2 separate regions of the Mus musculus genome follow, and region 2 is linked to region 1. A link is a contact called in public HiChIP or PLAC-seq data. All regions are on one chromosome and are shown on one strand. Each heading gives the region's core, a stretch centred on a gene start, on an enhancer-like site or on the middle of the called end of the contact. The rest is flanking DNA. Distances are from core to core; before and after follow the strand shown. Region 1 has its middle 31 kb from the start of Wdr4. Region 2 overlaps Cbs (cystathionine beta-synthase).

Region 1 (6,101 bases), core at 3,389-5,888:
CAGAAGACTGGTGGACCTGCTTCTGTCCTTAGACATTAGGACTTGGGAGTCTCCCAAGACCCCAGAGTCACACCCAGCCTGAGGTTAACAAGAGCTGTGAACATATATACTGCCCCATCCACACCAGGAGGACCAGAGACTGGAGACTTAACTGGGGTCACTCAGGAAGCCTTCGAATGCCTTCCAACCTGCCCATATCGCTTCAGTAACGTAACCTCTCTGCACAAGCAACTCTTTTTTTTTTAAAGAATCATTTATTTATTTTATATATATGAATACACTGTAGCTGTCTTCAGACACACCAGAAGAGGGCATCAGATCCCATTACAGATGGTTGTGAGCCACCATGTGGTTGCTGGAAATTGAACTCAGGACCTCTGGAAGAGCAGTCAGTGCTCTTAACCACTGGAGCCATCTCTCCAGCCCCCACAAGCAACTCTTAAACCATTCAGCTAACAAACTTACGGTGCTAGTCTTCCGCCATCACCAGACTCTAATTATGCCACCACAGAGCTCTCTGAGCCGTCCCTGCTCACTTCTCAGATAAATTAGTCTCTAGCTTGTTGGGCAGGACTCGGGCCACCCTTCCCCATAGTCTTTAGTCATACCTCTGGCTTCCCAGCATGCCTTATGAAGGAGGATGCTCCACCCCTTAATTTGCATACTGCAGATGGCGATGGGGTCTGTACCTTTTCTAAGTTTTTGTTTGTTCACTGCCCATATAGCTTTCCTCTTCAGTGAAACCAAACCTTTGTTCATTTTCCTCGTGGGACCATCTTTATCGATCACAGGGGCTCTTTATTTTCTGAACTCAGAACCTCGTGGTTATTGTTATATTTTCATAACCGACAGTCTGGGATGTTCTGGTGCCCCAGCATGGCACTAAGAGGTCATGGGTATGGAGTCCAATGACTGAGTGTAGCACCTGACGAAAGAGACACAGAATCCTGCGTGTTCTTCACCCCGGGGGAAGACAGATGCGTTTCTGGCCCTCAAGAGCCTGCTGCAGCAGACCACCCAGACACCTGGCTTCCTGCCTGGGAACTGGGAGGAAGCCTGTCTGCTGTGCTCTATCCCTGCACGGTGTATAGGGGCAATGAGCACCTGTCCAAAGGTGACACAAAATTGCTGCTTCCGACCTCTGCTGTCTTTGTGCAGCTGCAGCAGCCTCCTCTCCCCTAGAAAGTTCACTCCCAGAGTTCCAGACTCTGGGTCAAAGGTCAGTTGCATCTGTGAAGCTCCAGATAAAAAAACATTTCTGGGTGGCTTCAAGTGACTGCTCCCCTGGGCTGCTTCTGCCTCCGGCTCCCCTTCCCTCCTTCTCTTCCCCATCTCTCAGTCCCTCTCCCTCATGCCCTGCCCCCCCGGGGAATGGAACTCAGTGCTTTGTGGATAACGCAGGACACTCCCATCATCCGGCCTAGCCTGCATCTCCTCACACCATCTCCTTGCCTGGATAAAGTTCATCCTAGATGGGGGAAGGACGCTCTGTCTCCACTCTCCTCCAATACCTGATGTAAGGCCTTCCCTAACCATCTGTCTGAAAGCTTTTGATCCAGCCTCACCCCTCCTCCTGGGCCCCCCTCCCCTTCCTGGTCTTATTGTCCTTCAGTGTACTCTAAGGTGACCCAACCTTGTTCCTGGGCTGAGGCCGGGATTTTTACTCCCCAGCTGTAAGTCCCAGCCCTTCTGAAGACCTCACACTACCAACGTCACTGATGGGTCTTCTCCTTGTCTGTGCTGCTCCCCCTAGCACTGGGTGCACCCATGAGCTCCGTGTGTGGGAAGTTTGGGCTGCATCCTAGGATCTCCTGGTTCATGCTAAGTCTCATTGCCATGCCTAAGATATGTGGAATTGGCCAGGTTAATGGGTGAGAGTCCTACCTGGGCTCCTTCCTGCCTCGGTCGTTGGAACTGCCCTGTGACCTGCCTCACATCTCAGAGTCAGCCAGGAACTCCAGGTCTCCCCCACCCCCACCCCTCAGATGTCAGCATAGATACCAACTACTCCACACAGTTTCTCCTGGACCCACAGGATATAGGGCCCCTATCACAGTGTTACATCCTGATTGTGGGTGATCCAAATTGCTCATGTAGGCAGGTGCCCTGCAAAAACCACTTCCCAGGAAACCAGGAAGCACACTCCTTTAATCTCAGCACTTGGGAGGCCGAGGCAGGTGGATCTCTGAGTTTGAGGCCCACCTAAAGAGAGTCCCAGGTCAGCCAGGGACACACAGAGAAACCCTGTCTCAAAACAAAAACAGGGCTGGAGAGATGGCTCAGTGGTTAAGAGCACTGATTGCTCGTCCAGAGGTCCTGAGTTCAAATCCCAGTAACTACATGGTGGCTCACAACCATCTGTAATGGGGACCTGATGCCCTCTTCTGGTGTGTCTGAAGACAGTGAGAGTGTACTCACATTAAAAAAAAAATCAAGCTTAAAAACAAAAACAAAATCAAACAAACTTCCTAGATCCTGACCTTCAGGGATGATTTTCATGGGTACGACTTCTTAGGAGCTGAAGGAAGGAAGGAAGGAAGGAAGGAAGGAAGGAAGGAAGGAAGGGAGGGAGGGAGGGAGGGAGGGAGGGAGGGAGGGAGGGAGGGAAGGAGGTGGACATCTGAGATCACTCACCTACACAGTCACATAGGAGACAAAAATCACATTGCAAATATCACTGGGCAGAAGACTGTTCCTATAGGTATGTATCAAACATGTACATAAGTGCCCATGTATGTCCACTCATGGACATGCATGCACATGTCACCTCCCTGACCTTGCTCACAGCTGACAGCAAGGGAGCTTAGAGAGAGGAAGATGTCCAGCATCCAGCAGTTTTATAGACCTGCCAGCCGACACAATGAAAGTAAAGATGATCTGGGTGACCTTCAGGAACAGGGAGGACACGTACGGTGGAGAGCTAGGCTGTGCAATGTCTGATGATTTGTGGCAATGAGAACTCAAGGCTTCCTGTTTGGTTTTGTCATCGTCATCATTATCCTTATTTAAAGTTAATTTTTAACAACAAAAATCCAAAGCACACCAGATGTGCCTGCCAGTGAGCATGCAGAAGATATGATGAGCAACAGATTGCTCACCAGTCTGTGGAGATGGTTACCGCTACAGGTTAGTATGCAGGGACACCTGTCACCAGCCGGTGTCCAGCGCTAAGGAGGTAACACTCATGACAGACAGACAGACAGACAGTCCTCTCTGATAAATTCTGAGCAGAGTGTGCCACCTGGAGAGAAGCCAGGCAGGAGAGGCCTCTGTGTGTCACCCACCCACTGCCTATAGGCAAGCTCTCCTCCTCAGTGGAAATACCAGTCACGGCAGTCACTCTAATTCTCTGCATCCATGAACACAGTTAAATGCCTTCTTTTATAAGTTGCCCTGTTCAGGGTGGCGTATCACAAAGTTATGAATATAACTAAAACAGGAATTGCCTGTACTGTTTTCTCAGAAGCCAGTGGAACATACCTGTGGTCGTCTGTATCTGGATTTTTCTGGCTCTTTTCCATTCATTGATTTTTTTTAAAGATTTATTATTATATGTAAGTACACTGTAGCTGTCTTCAGACACTTTTTCTTCTCTCTCCAGCCCCAGTGACACCAGCCCAACAAACAACCTTTGTTTCTGTCTGGTTTTGAACCGGGGACATTTCTCATGTTAGGCAAACGTGATTACCACTACACTACACTACACTACACTACACTACACTACACTACACTACGGAAACCCGCTCATTGACTTCTATCTACCAGGATCACACAACTTTGTTACAACAAGACAATAGCTCTTTAAGTTAGGTAACCTAATTCCTCCCATGTTGCTTTCTCTTTTCAAAAAAGCTTTTAGTTATTTCGCCCTCTTTTTAAAAAGACGTTTTTTTATTTTTACTTGTATGAGTGTGGCCTGTTTAGTTTTATGTCAACTTGACCCAAGCTAGGGTTATCAGAGGGAAGAGAGCTTCATTGGAGAAAATGCCCCCAATAAGACTGAGCTGTAATCACGCCTGTAGGGCCTTTTTGTAATTAGTGATTGATGGGGTAGGGCCCCACACATCCTGGGCTGGTGGTCCTGGGTTCTATAAGAAAGCAAGCTGAGCAAGCCATGTAGACAAAGCCAGTAAGCCTCCGCATCAGCTCCTGCCCCCGGGTTCCTGCCCTGTGTGAGTCCCTGTCCTGACTGCCTTCCATGATACACAGTGCTATGGAAGTGTAAACAAACCCTTTCCTCCCGAAGTTGCTTTTGGTCATGGTGTTTCATTGTAGCAATAAAACCCTAACTGAGATGGTGTTTTGCCTGCATGGAGGTCTGCAAACTAGTAAGTGCAGTGCTCAAGGAAGCCAGAAGAAGGACACTAGACGCCCCCTCACATGGGAGTTAGGGCCGTTGTGAGCTACCAAATGGGTTCTAGAGATCAAATGCAGGCCATCTGGAATTGCTGCCAATGTTCTGAACCACCAAGCTCTCTCTCCAGCCCCTCCTTCTTTACCTAGCACTAGTCTTTACTGCTGTCTCTGTGATACAATGTTTTGACAAAAACAACTTCAGGTTTTATACAGACTAAGTTTTATACTGACTGGGTAAGGAGGTGGAGACAAGGGAAACATGAGTCAGCCGGTCACAACTGCAGATGCAGTCAGAGAGCAGAGAGTGACGGCTGCTACTGTTCCGCTCACCTCACTTTCTCCATTTTGATGGGTCCAGGCTCCCCATCAGGGAGCAGAGCCGCCCACTCCTTAGGGTGAATCGTCCCACCTCATCGAACATAATATAACCCTGCATAAGCAAACCGGGAGACTTGTCTCACAGATAATTCTACACCCTATCAAGTTAACAATCAGTAGTGACCATTGCAGTCTTCCTGTATTTCAGAATTATCTTGCCTGTGTTTATAAAATTTTGTTGTGGGGCTAGATGGAGAGAGGGCTCAATGAGTAAGAGCACTGACTGCTCTTCCAGAGGTCCTGAGTTCAATTCCCAGCAACTACATGGTGGCTCACAGCCGTTTATAATGGGATCTGATGCCCTCTTTCTTCTGGTGTGCCTGAAGACAGTTACAGTAATTTTGTTGTGTCTTCATAGACATTTAATTAAATGTATATTTCAACTTAGAGTGAATTGACATCCTTGAAAAACTGGATCTTCCAACCCAGGAACAAGGTATGTCTCTGCTTTCATTTAGATATTTATTTTTTTCATTATTATTTCTACTTTTTAAGTCTCTAGTCCAGACATGCTTTGTCGGTTTACACTTCAATATTTATTTTTCCTGAGTGAAGAGATATGCTAATATACCTTTAAGGCTATTGGGGTCCAGGAGTCATCTCACAAACCACATGAACACCCATCTCAGTCAAGTCTACAAACATCTGTGCCGTGTTATTCCACCAATCGGGATTTAGGGATAAGGGATTATCTTAGGAACATATCTTTGCTGTACACTTATCCTGCTCCCATTGATTGGGCTATTCAACGTGACAGGGGTCTTGCCTTGTCTACATTCATGTCTTAACTTGTCAACCAGGATGTCAGTTATCCACATACATGACTCTCTCTGCCAAGTAGGATGTCAGTTCCCAGGGAGGTCTTGGGAACTTAAACTTTACTCAACCACTACTCAAAATGGAAGTCTTTTTTCCAAATAGTTTCTTATATTGGTGCGGATGTCTCTCTTATGTTGGGGTGCATCCCAGGGGCAGCGTATACAATAAAAGTTCATACACAGGTGCAGGAAGTGCTACCTCGTGGTTGGTTTGGGTCCAAGCTTATTGTGGCTAATTATACAAAGCAGGTTTTTTTCCCTTTTGGTTTTTCGAGACAGGGTTTCTCTGCATAGCCCTGGCTGTCCTGGAACTCACTCTGTAGACCACGCTGGCCTCAAACTCAGAAATTCGCCTGCCTCTGCCTCCCAAGTGCTGGGATTAAAGGTGTGCGCCAGTTCTAACTGACTTCTGTTGTGATTGGTTTCCAAGAACCAATCACAGAACAAAGCACAAAGCCCAGAAAATTCTAGTAACAGGGTATTGAGAAAGTTTCCTTATGCCATTAGTAAAAGCACAAAATGGCAGGCTAGACATGTAACAATTACCCA
Region 2 (6,083 bases), core at 1,040-3,539, 150 kb after region 1:
TGAATAACTGAAGTGCCTCCCTCGCAGGGGTAGGTCCTCGGGTATCATGCTCCCAGAGTCCCCAGAAGCCTGGCATTATTGGGCCAGCAAGGCAGAAGTGATGCCAAGAAACAAAAGGCCCAGGGCTACAAGCCTGTGACAGGTCAAGCTTGTGGCTGCAGGGCTGCTCTGCAGCATTTCAATGATAGCACAGTGTCACCAGTACGGTTTCCAGAGCAGTCTCTCCATGGCTCTCTATCCGCAGGCTCCAGAGTGGCTGCACACCCACACACTCCCATCCTGGGTTGAACTCATCAACCCTGCTTAGGGATCTGCGCCCCACAGCAAGACTTCAAGGTTTTGCCAGGATGCTGGTCCCTGGCTTCCTGCCTTCCCTGCCCTAGGCTTCTCACACTGGAGCCAAACTGATGAAATAGAAGCCTCGGTCACCTTTGGCCCCCGGTCAGGGGAGGAGTTAAGAACCTGAAGTGCCAGGGTGGAAGGAGAAGCTGTCTGAGCCCCCCCCCCCCCACCACCACCACCACCACCAACAGGCAGCAACAAGTTGGACTCAACCAGGTCTTCCAGAGAGGCAGAGTCACATCCTGGGGAAGAGCTGGACGAATTCCCTTCCCTGCTGTCCTTGGTTGGACTCAGGAAAGTGAGGATAGGCTGAGCCAAGGCCAAGATCGCTTGACCTGAACCCCAGGGAGGCCAGGCAGGGACAGCTTTAGGATACAGGGTCAGGTGTGCTCACTCTGAAAGTTATCAGGTGTTTGTTCAGGTGATGGTTCTAATCAACTGCCCGTACTTTGCCAGCACAGAAGGGCAGCTCTACGGGACCTCAGAAACCCCATTTCCTCGACAGAGCTGCCTGAAGCCTACCTGTTCCTCACTCTACAGCCACCAACCACATCAAGAGCCTCTGGAAGTGGCTGGTTTGTCTTGCCCTCATCAACCCGTCCCATCTTTCCTTGTGTCCATATCTGCCCCCATACCAGTGCCCTGAGCCAGCGCCTCCCCATGGAGTGCAGGAGCCTTCCCTAGGGGTCCCTCTCTGTGCTTCCAATGACTTCTACCAAAGCAGGGCTGATCAGCTGAGGACAAACCTGCCCTTAAGGCTGATGTGTGTAGCATGCACACATCTTTGAACAAGCAGTTCCCAGGCTCTTGGGAGCCCTTGGGGGGTGTGGTGGGGGTGGGGTGGAGCCACAGGGCTCTTACCCCCTGCTGTGTCGTCCTGGCAAGAATTCATCTGAGTGCTCCCACCTGTCTCCAGACTTCTCTGAACCAATAACAGTAAATGCTAGTGGCCACGCACAGGGAACCGGACTTCAAGGATGTAAAACACAAATGCTTTCACCTACTTGTTTGATCTTGAAGACATTAGACTAAGGCAATGAAGACAATCCTAAAAGCTTTTTACAACAGGGTGGGAACGTGCAGGGCTCCAACCTGGGTGCTTTAGAACAGGGTGGGACACTGTGCATGTTCCTAAGCCAACTACCGACTGAATGTACATGGAATGGCTTCTATAGCGTGGTGGTGCATGCCTTAAATCTCAGCACTTGGGAGGCAGAGGCAGATGGATTTCTGAGTTCAAGACCAGCCTGGTCTACACAGTGAGTTCCAGGACAGCCAGGGCTACGCAGAGAAACCCTGTCTCAACACACCCCCCCCCCAAAAAAAGGGGGGATGGTTCCTATTATCTATCAGTGCTAAGGACAGTCTTTGCCCAACCATAAAAGAAGCCCACCAGAGCCAAACACCAGTATATGTAAGCTGCAGTACCAAAGAATCACCTTTCTTAGCTTTGCCTTCACAGTTGCTACCCCTGCCCCGCCCCCACAGTAATTATAGGTATGGCCTCCACACCCCTCCCCCACCCAAGGAAATAAACCCACCATCTTGGGATCATAGACAGAGACTTACAGCACTGTGTGATAATGTGGGGAGTCCGCCATGGCCCTGCCCAGCTGCCAGGTACATCTGCTTGGGGTATCAGGCCGGATCCAGACTCGATCCTTGTCCCCTGAGGGGCCCTTCTCCAGTTGTCTCTTTTCTGAGTGCATGTCCAAGTGCTGGAAGCCCCCAGCAGAGCCATCTTCACACTGGGATGTCCCTGAAGGCATGCTGGGATTTTCAGAGGGAGCGAAGACCTGTCGTGTTAAGTCGTTGGCTCTTGAGTCCCCTCTGGGAGTGTTGGCTCCACTCAAACAAACTCAGCAAGGATGGGAGAAAAGGAGCAGGTTCCAGCTGCTGTGGGAAATGGTTTGGGTTCCTTTCAGAAGGTTAAACATAAACTACCATCTGACGCAGCAATTGAATCCCAAGGCAGAGATCCAAAACACACAAAAATGGATGTTTACAATGCCCATTCTCATGGCTGTCTCAGCCAAAAGGTGACTATTATCCTAAGTCACTGATGAATGGAGGTACAAAAATGTGTCCCGTCCATGCGACAGAATACTATCCAGCCACAAAGAGAAACAGATGGACTAGCAAGATTTTGCTGAAAGGACCCAGATATAGCTCTCTCTTGTGAGACTATGCCAGGGCCTAGAAAACACAGAAGTGGATGATCACAGTCAGCTATTGGATGGATCACACGGCCCCCAATGGAGGAGCTAGAGAAATTACCCAAGGAGCTAAAGGGAACTGCAACCCTATAGGTGGAACAACAATATGAACTAACCAGTACCCGAGAGCTCTTGTCTTTAGCTGCATATGTATCAAAAGATGGCCTAGTCGGCCATCACTGCAAATAGAGGCCCATTGGACTTGCAAACTTTATATGCCCCAGTACAGGGGAACGCCAGGGCCAAAAAGGGGGAGTGGGTGGGTAAGGGATTGGGGGGGGTGGGTATGGGGGACCTTTGGGATAGCATTGAAAATGTAAACGAGGAAAATACCTAATTAAAAAAAAAAACCATGTATTTTCATAACTCAAAAAAAAAAAAAAAAGAGAGAAACAGATGGGGGCTGTAGAGATGGCTCAGCAATCGAAAGTGCTCGCTTTACAATCATGAGCACTGGAGATCTGTACTCAGACATACACACAGATAAATCAACCTTTTTTTTAAGGGATGGACAGAGTGTTCAATGAAAGGAGCCAATCATACCTGAGATGTCATTTATACAAAGTGCACAGAATAATCAACTGTCCTATGTTTTCACATCCGTGAGGGACCCAGAACAGGTAAGCCAATAGGAATACAGTGAGAGGACACTGAAGAAAGGCAGGAGAGATGGTTGTGTTTTATCAAAAAAGAAGCCAGAGATATGTTTGGTAGAGGCACGGTATGATGTGGGGGAAGAGGGTGCCTCTGCGAGCCCATGCTGAGGCATCCCTTCCCCCTGAGGGACCAGCCACATGATGGTATAGTATAGAATAGAGTTTATTTAGGGTATAGGGAGGGGACTTGAGGGGGTAGTAAAGACAAAGAAGGGAGGGGAGAAAGTAGAGGAGTAGAGGCCAGCCATGAGCACATGGGGGGGGGGAAGGGGAAGGAGGGGGTAGAGAGGGAAGAGAAGAGCAAGAGAAAGGAGGGGCCCCAGCAGCTCCTTTTATAGTGAGTCAGGCACACCTGGCTGTTGTCAGGTAAGGTGGGGTGGAGCCTAGATAAAATGCCAACAGAGACAGTAATTGTTGAATGCACAGGGACTTTGGAGATGATGAAAAAACATGAGTCTGGGGGCTGGTGAGATGGCTCAGCAGGTAAGAACACCAACTGCTCTTCCGAAGGTCCTGAGTTGAAATCCCAGCAACCACATGGTGGCTCACAACTATCCTTAACGAGATCTGACTCCTCTTCTGGAGTGTCTGAAGACAGCTACAGTGTACTTACATATAATAAATAAATAAATAAATAAATAAATAAATAAATAAATAAATCTTTAAAAAATATGAGTCTGGTCCTATTTTTCATTCTGTAGTTGTGATTAAAACAACAATAACAACAACAACAAACATACTGACCAAAAGCAACTGCGGGGAGAAAGGATTTATTTCAATTACAGTTCCAGGAAGTGAGGGAAGGAACTGTAGCTCAGGAAGGCAGCTGGTCACATTGTTTCCACAGTTAACACCAAGAGAAAGAAAGGAACCCATGCTGCCTCCTCTGTCTAGCCTTCCCCGAGCTTACACTGTTCAGGACTCCCTGCCTAGAGAAGAGTGCAGCCCACAGGACTGGCTACTTCCGCATCAATTAATGAGCAAGTCAATTTTCTACAGACATGGCCCCCGGGCCAATGAGATCTAGGCAGTCTGTCTGTTGAGACCCCTTCTCGGATGATTCTAACCTGTGTCGAAGTGACATTTAACACAAGCCAAAGCCTTGTATAGACAACAGAAGTTGCACAATTCTGTGGACAAAGTGGAAAGGCACCCCCTCCATGTTGGCCATTTTTGCACATCAGACTAAATTGCAGATTAAAGTTATTTAGCGGTTGGATGTGTAGCTTGGTGGGAGGAGATATGGCAGTTGTCAAGTGCCAGGCCCAGTGCCAAGAAAAAAATGTGTGTGCACACAACATGTACACATTTTCTTGTTATTCCATGAAGAATGAGGCATCACAGCTTGAAAAAAATTTTATTTTAAAGCTGGGTGTCATTGTGCATACCTTTAATCCCAGCCTAGGAGGCAGAGGCAGGTGACTCTTTATGAGTTCAAGGCCAGCTTAGTCTACCTAGTAAGTTCCAGGACAGCCAGGGCTATGTAGAGATCCTGTCTCAAACAACCAACCAACCAATAAATAAATACATCTTTTAGATTTACTAATATGTATGGGGATGTTTTGCTTGCATGTATGTATGTGCACCGCGTGTGTGTGCCTGCTGCTCTTGGAGGCTAGAAGAGAGAGTCAGATCCCCTGGAAATGTAGGTACAGATGATTGTGAGCCACTAGTGGCTTCTGCAAGAACTCCAAGGGCTCTTAACCACTGAGCCATCTCTCCATATCCCCAAACTTCTGTTTGCCTAACATGAACAACTAGGTGTTCTAAGTATTCTAGATGTGATCTAGCACTCTAAAATGACGTCAGGAGCCTACCTGGCACTGGCCCATCTTATTCATTCCCTTGGTGGGGGAGGAGCAACTAACATCAAAACGCATGCGCCCAGGCGGTGGCCTAGACAGGTGCTTCTCTCCTTAGGTTCAAGAGCCCTCTCTAAACCGGGAGAGGTGGCGCACGCCTTAATCTCAGCACTCGCACTCCGGAGGCAGAGGCAGGTGGATTTCTGAGTTCGAGGCGAGGCCAGCCTGGTCTACAAAGTGAGTGCCAGGGCTATTCAGAGAAACCCTGTCTCGAAAAACAAGCAAGCAAGCAAACAAGCAAACAAACAAACAAAAGAGCCCTCTAAAAAGTCCTCTTGCTAGGCGACCCGGGCTGTAGAACTCTCCAAAACCCATGGCAGGCGCAGTTCTCCCAGTGCCATCACTTAAGCGTCCTCGTGGAACGGGAAGCCATAGAACAACCCGAACCCAAACTTGGCGAATGTGGCCCAGGGTATCCTGCTTCCCTCCCTACTCACACGGAGAGGCCGCTCTTCCAGTGGGGTTTTCCTAGGACTATGACGCTCCCGCACAGACCGCCTGGCCACTCGATCAGTGTGTGGCAGTGACGTGGGAAACTCTCCGCAGGTGTACAGCCCTAGGTCTCGCGCCCTCCCCCGCCCCAACTGGGTCCCGCACAAGGAGGAGAACCCGCTCTCCCACGACTCCGCCACCCCGCACGACACTACTTCAATATTTACCCTCACCCCGGCACCAGTGCCCCAAAGAACAATTTGCGAAACAGCGGTCTCCATCCAAAACTGGGGAAATCGATGACCCAGTTTTGTCTCTAGCGCGTCACCCTAGAACCCGGCTCCACGTTCAGAGACTAGCAGTCGTGGGACCTGAGGCCACGTGGGTGCTCAGCATAGGGCTGCGGGGAGGTCGATACTAGCGGGAAGAGGGCAATGGACGCAGGTGGCATCGAGGTGGAGGGACAAGTCAGGACGCCCCGGTGGGAGCACGGGGACCTTAGCGAGCTGCGCGTCAGGCACCGGGCTCACGAGCTGCGCGTCCAGGTACAGAGGAAGCCAAGTCCGTGCCCAGGG

What was found. HiChIP or PLAC-seq counts read pairs in DNA pulled down with a chosen protein or histone mark.
Region 2: a FOXA1 HiChIP or PLAC-seq map of pancreatic cancer cells shows a contact between it and region 1. The contact joins two enhancer-like sites. A contact is called at or near these places in 1 of 39 promoter capture datasets (maxillary cranial neural crest), 2 of 115 datasets of contacts at active chromatin or transcription factors (embryonic stem cells and pancreatic cancer cells) and 3 of 9 other capture datasets (adipose tissue, liver and pancreatic islet).

Annotation. Positions count from the first base shown.
Region 1 is chr17:31,478,198-31,484,298 of GRCm38.p6, forward strand. No RefSeq gene overlaps it. Among named protein-coding and RNA genes, the nearest start is that of Wdr4, 31 kb to the right of the region's middle. Within about 2 kb of position 4,639, at least 16 of the 459 cell types and tissues checked have an H3K27ac peak or open chromatin away from gene starts, as enhancers often do. A contact at or near this core is called in pancreatic cancer cells and pancreatic islet, where this site is marked.
Region 2 is chr17:31,630,917-31,636,999 of GRCm38.p6, forward strand. It overlaps Cbs (cystathionine beta-synthase), which reads right to left. Exons shown (of 17, transcript NM_144855.3): 2 at 1,912-2,238. The coding sequence starts at 2,111. Among named protein-coding and RNA genes, the nearest start is that of Cbs, 3.2 kb to the right of the region's middle. Within about 2 kb of position 2,290, at least 14 of the 459 cell types and tissues checked have an H3K27ac peak or open chromatin away from gene starts, as enhancers often do. A contact at or near this core is called in pancreatic cancer cells and pancreatic islet, where this site is marked.